Regions from separate parts of the Rattus norvegicus genome. Here region 1 is linked to region 2. Evidence: chromatin contacts called from public Hi-C data. All regions are on one chromosome and are shown on one strand. Each heading gives the region's core, a stretch centred on a gene start, on an enhancer-like site or on the middle of the called end of the contact. The rest is flanking DNA. Distances are from core to core; before and after follow the strand shown. Region 1 overlaps Ptpre (protein tyrosine phosphatase, receptor type, E). Region 2 overlaps Ptpre (protein tyrosine phosphatase, receptor type, E).

The links. Hi-C and Micro-C count contacts between places; a contact is called where the count stands out from the background.
Region 1: a Hi-C map of the A7r5 cell line shows a contact between it and region 2, with 3 times the contacts expected there. The contact joins two enhancer-like sites. A contact is called at or near these places in 2 of 12 Hi-C or Micro-C datasets (the A7r5 cell line and the Rat2 cell line).

The regions. Positions count from the first base shown.
Region 1 is chr1:199,900,148-199,902,847 of GRCr8, reverse strand. It overlaps Ptpre (protein tyrosine phosphatase, receptor type, E), which reads right to left. Exons shown (of 21, transcript NM_053767.2): 10 at 2,013-2,110. Among named protein-coding and RNA genes, the nearest start is that of Mki67, 51 kb to the left of the region's middle. Within about 2 kb of position 1,322, at least 3 of the 93 cell types and tissues checked have an H3K27ac peak or open chromatin away from gene starts, as enhancers often do.
Region 2 is chr1:199,831,270-199,833,969 of GRCr8, reverse strand. The region is part of intron 1 of Ptpre (protein tyrosine phosphatase, receptor type, E); the gene reads right to left. Among named protein-coding and RNA genes, the nearest start is that of Ptpre, 58 kb to the right of the region's middle. Within about 2 kb of position 1,314, at least 20 of the 93 cell types and tissues checked have an H3K27ac peak or open chromatin away from gene starts, as enhancers often do.

The DNA.
Region 1 (2,700 bases), core at 73-2,572, 69 kb before region 2:
ATAGTAGTATCTCATTTTCTCACCCCTTCATCCCTCACACCCTACTACACCAGCCATGGCTGTCCATACTGAACCCACTTTAGAGTTAGGGGGCCTGGCCCCCAACAACCGTCTGTCTCAAGTGAGCCTTGCCTCCACACTTTCAGAATGCCTTCCCTAGACATTTCCCTGGGGCCCAGCTCTCTGTTCTCCTTTGGGTCAGGCCACTCACTCTGTATAGCACACCAACAGGGGAACCCCTGAGGTGCTGCAGGCCACAGCTCTTTACAGAAGACAAGCCCTGGGCACCTTTGTGTTTCCTGAAGCCTTGGTGCTTAGCAGGCAGTAAACTGTTCATCAGCACAGCCTACGAATGAACGGCGGTCACCCCCCACCCCCAGGGAAAAGAGCCACACAATCTTCCTCGGAGAAATCTTTCTCGGAGAAATTTAACAGGCCTTCCAGGCACCTCACAGCTTGTCCTAGAAATGACCGGTTGAAAGGCACAGCAAACTGGCCAGCTCTCCAGTATCCATATGCTCCTCAAGTGAAAGGTACCTAGCACCATGGAGACCAGCATCCTTGTCACAACACTACAGGATACACATCACCTGTATCTTGACCTAAGCTGACCACAGTCACAGAGCATTGGGGCATCGGATGCGGCCTGTAGTGACACTCAAAGGGTCTGGTTTGGGTGAGTCATGCATCGTCTAGGGCTCTGATGGCTCTCAAGCAATTCTTCCCTGAAAAACTCTTGCAAAGATAGGGAAGGGGGTCTCAGGATCCAGTGAGCTCTTGGTTGTCCCACTCTCAGTTCGTCAGATGCCAGCCGAACTAGTTTTGCAATGCCCTGCCCAGGATGTGGACATCGTGGAGACCACAATGCAAGCCACCAAGGAAAGGGAACTCTCTTGAGAAATGACTCCATCTGAGGTAGTGGAAATAAAGAGACCCAGCAGGCAACCCCAAGTCACAGGATCAGAAAAACATAGCAGGAGGCTCTAGGAGAGATTGAGATAGATGAAACCACCAGGACACAGGGGAACAGAAGTCCTCAGGGTCTCTCTGCCTCTGCTTAGAAACCTGGACTCTGTAGGCAGTTGGTCACAGAGACCCACTGGCTCTGGTGGGGGTCAGCCTCCCTGTAAGAAGAAGCAGTCCCCATCTGTCCCCATTGTTGTCTCAACAACTAAACTGAGCCATTCCTCTCTCTGATAGATCAGAAACTAAAAATGGCCACTGGAGGCTTTTCCGTGTGCTGGTGGGCTTGGAGCTCACCAGTGGGGACAAGAGCACTCTGCCACCTGTTGTATGAGTCCTGTCCTTGTTCTTCTGTGCACCCCAAGAATGGGTGTCCCACCCAGATCCTGTAGGCTCTGCCCATGTCCTTGACACATGGGTTACTGTTAGGGCCAGGCTAGTGTGTGTGCAAGTTCCGTGCGAACAAGTCTGCCAGGCTTCTAGTTTCCCAGGGCTCTGTTGCTCTCCCTTCTAGCCTGCATCTGGGCCAGTTCCTGGGAACAGGAATGGAGACACAGGCTCAGCAGATGCTACCAGAGTCTGCTTTGATAGGAGACCAGGCAACTGTACCTCTCATTCTTAGCTGATGCTTCAAATTCACTCATGTCTTCCACGAGCCTCCTATTGGAGGCTACCTCTCTAGTCCAGGAAAGACCTGCTCAGTGGTGTTCATTGGCAGTCAGGCCTACCTCATACAAAACACACCAGTACCTTTCACTCTGAATTCTGTTCCTTTCCAGCGGGGGTTAGAGCCATGGGTGGCCATGATGATTCTCAGACAAAGAGGGGAACCCCTGATTCCTTATTGTTGGAGGAGGACAGTGAGGTGAGGACTGACTTCAAGATAGGGTGCTGGAAGGCCTGAGTGCTGTTTGCCACCCCCTGTTAGATGAGAAGTGCCTGGGCAGAGGAAGCAGTCAGGCCTCCCTGGTGAGTATGGGTGGGTGTCACAAGGAAAGGCCTCAGGATCAGTGCTGGGGTGGAAGTGGGGTGCCCCCCCCACGGCTTACCTCCTTCCTTTCCTTCAGGTTCGTCAACATGACAATGGTGGCTGACCTTTGCTCCCAGACCATTCTCCAGAAGTCATTCACTGTCTCCTGCTTGGGGCCTGCATGCAGAGAGGAGGGTTAGGGTGAAGGAGCCATCTAAACTTTGTTCACGAATTCAGCCTTGGAAGGATCATACCTTCCCCCAGGCGCATGGCAGGCCCTGCAGCCTGGAAACTTTCTATACAGCCAGAGTTCGGGTGGCCATGCTGATTTATGGGCAAAAGAAAACGGGACCACAGGAAGACGGCAGAGGGCCATGTTTGCTCTGCATTCATAGTGGCTGCGAGCCACCACACGCTTGGGTCCCTCAGCGTCACAGGTCCCCTCCAGCACTGCTAAACTGGAATGTGAGTGTGAGCACACGTGTGCTTACGTGGAAAAGAGGGACAGGGAGAAGGAAGGAAAGGGAGGGAGGGGTCAGGAAGAAGAACCTCCTCTGTCCTTTGTCCACTTCCTGCCTGAATATGACACAGTGCCTAGGGGCATAACAACTCTTGAGCTCCTAAGGCTAAAACTTCTATGCTGAGGAGAAGGGGACAGGAGACAAAGAAATCCTTCCTTGACAAGCTGATGCTTACAAAAGAAATGCAGGCCTTAGTGACGTTTCCACCAGCGTCTGGCAGGCTTTCTCTCATTTACAGAGGGCACA
Region 2 (2,700 bases), core at 65-2,564:
TGTCTTCCCTCTCTTAAGCTCCTAGTGTCCAGGGCGCTGCTTGCCACAGCCTGGAATGACATTCTGCTACAGGCAGATTTATTTCTCAAAATTCCTCCCAGTTCCACTGTCTTTTTTTCATCTAGAAATACCTGAAAAGAGCCAGAGAGGCCACATCTCTCCTCAGGGGAGGGATATGTCTTTGAGAGAGGTCTGAGCTGACCCACCTCAGAGGAAGAGCTATGTTGGGTGGTGCAGGCTACATCCATTCAGAACAGAGAGAGAGAGGAAGCCTGGCTTACTCTGGGAAAGAGGCTGGTGACCGCATCAGAAAAGGGGAAATCCACCCTGAGGAAAGCCTGAGGGGCAGGCAAGGTCAGGCCCAGGAAGAGCGCTCCCAAAGGAAGTGACCAGCAGCTAGGCTTGGCTCTGATGGTTCCCGAGATAGAAGGACCCAGCAAATGGAGTTACTGTGCAGCCAAGCTTCATAAAAAGGACAATCAAGTGTAGTGTTAGAAGTCCACAGAACTGCGCTGGCTGAGGATAAAGTTACAGTTGCTGTTGAGGTGGACAGAGCTCGCCAATCCTTCTGAACTCAGACAAAAGACTGGTGTCTTTCCATACACCAGTGGCCCACGTGCATCTCGGGCAATCCTGTGGGCAGCATTTTGCTGCCTGTAGCTTATCTATCTACAGACTTTTCTTTCTTTCTTTCTTTCTTTTTTTTTGGTTCTTTTTTTTCGGAGCTGGGGACCGAACCCAGGGCCTTGCGCTTCCTAGGTAAGCGCTCTACCACTGAGCTAAATCCCCAGCCCCCAGACTTTTCTTTTGAATGGGCGGTAAGATTTTAAAAATTGTGGAAGCGCTTGCATTTTATGTTAAAACTCTTGCACACATTTTTCATATGCATCACAGATCTTAAATGCGAACATTTTTATGACAGTTGAAGATTCCATGAAGCATAGGCACACAAAACACCATGTGGGAAAATACCGGGGACATTGGCCTTGAACAAATCTTACTGTGAATAATCAGACCTGGCCAAGTTCCTCCATTCTGGCTGTGTTCTGGCTGTCTTCTCTTGGGACTCCAGTTTGCCCAGAAGGCACTGGTAAATGAGTCAAGACCTCTGGCGGAAGCAAGAATTGCTATCCACTGTCAGTCGTAGTAACTCTCAAGCCCAATCACCATACCCATGAATGTACAGACTGGCTAAACAGCAGGGCACTGCTAGAAATAGAATAGTAACCAAGGCCCTATCTGGAGAACCACAGGCAATGAATGGGGGATGGCTGTGCCCCAGCCATGCCTCAGGCTTGCCTGCATTCCATCAGACAGCCACACTGTGCTGCCAGGGGGTGTGGAGTGCTGAGAGCGTGTCATGTTTCCTAATCACCAAGGCTGCAGATTGCACAGATCTCGCACTGCCAAGTCTCACAGTTTTCTTGTTTACCTTGTAGATACCAGCAAAGCTGCTACTTTTCCATCTTCTGATGCACCGAAGAACAGGAAAGAGTGGCTGAATGTAGAGGAGGAGTCTCCCTACACAAAGGAGTGTGGAAAGATGTTCCTCTGCCTATCTCTGCCTATCTCATAAGTTCAAGCTGCCCAGACAAGGAGAAGAACCTTTGCAACGGTGTCACCAAGCTTACATCGCCTCACTATCCATTTGTCAACCCGAACAGACAAGCAACACACTTTCTAAATGTTGGGTAATTTCTAGCAATCATTCCCAGGCAAGACACCTGCTTGCTCTCCACCCAAATACATAAGATACTTCACTAACTGCTCACTGTGGGGTGCCCTCTTTGCATATTAGTAAGCTAGGGGAACCCTTGTTTGCAAGCACAGGCCCAGTGTTTTCCATATTGCAACATCTGTCTACAGAGTTATGATTGCCCCGGAATTTAGGGGCACGGCAGTTCAGATCTATTCTCTTCAGAGGCACGGATGCTCTCGGCTTCAGGCAAATGCTAATGATTTGCTCATCTCTTGGTGCAGGGCACACACACTTTTCAGGTAGTGATAGAGCGACAATCACTGTCATGGCTTGGACCTGTGTTATTGTTGACTGTTGTTTTTCCCCATTTTTATCTTTTCCCCCAGGAGCTGCTTCCTTGTGGGCTCCTGTCCTCGAAGGTAGAGCAGTGTGAACGGTCGCATCAAGCTCCTTGGAGAGGTATCACAACGAGGGCCACTTCAGCCTCTCAGGACTCCCAGGAGGAATCCATTACTGGAGCTGTTCTCTAGATAAAGAAACTGAGGCCCAAGCATAGAATCATTTGCTACAAAGAGTCCCATCCCTGAGCAGGACAGTGGCTCCAGAGCTGGTTTATAAACTTTGCTGCCTCCTTGGGCTCGTCCTGGACAAAACTGGATGCATGAGGTCATTAGAAACAGAAGGACCCTCTGCCTCATCTGTCAGTACTTGCTCATGCCCCAAGCTCATCTAGACTGAGGATGTTCAACTGGGATTTGCCTTCTGACCACAGCACACACAGCTAAGGCACAGACGGCTCCATGGGCCAACCCCATCACCTCTCAAAACCACAATTTTTTACTTCCAATAACGCAGAGCTGAGCTCTGGGTCTTGCAGGGAGATTCCAAGCATCATGACGTGGATGTGACTTAGGAAGACAGGACCAGTGAAGCTTACTCGTTCTTTCTCAGAAGGTGCATCCCCATCAACTGCCAGCCCACTTTGGAAGGACCCAAAGTGT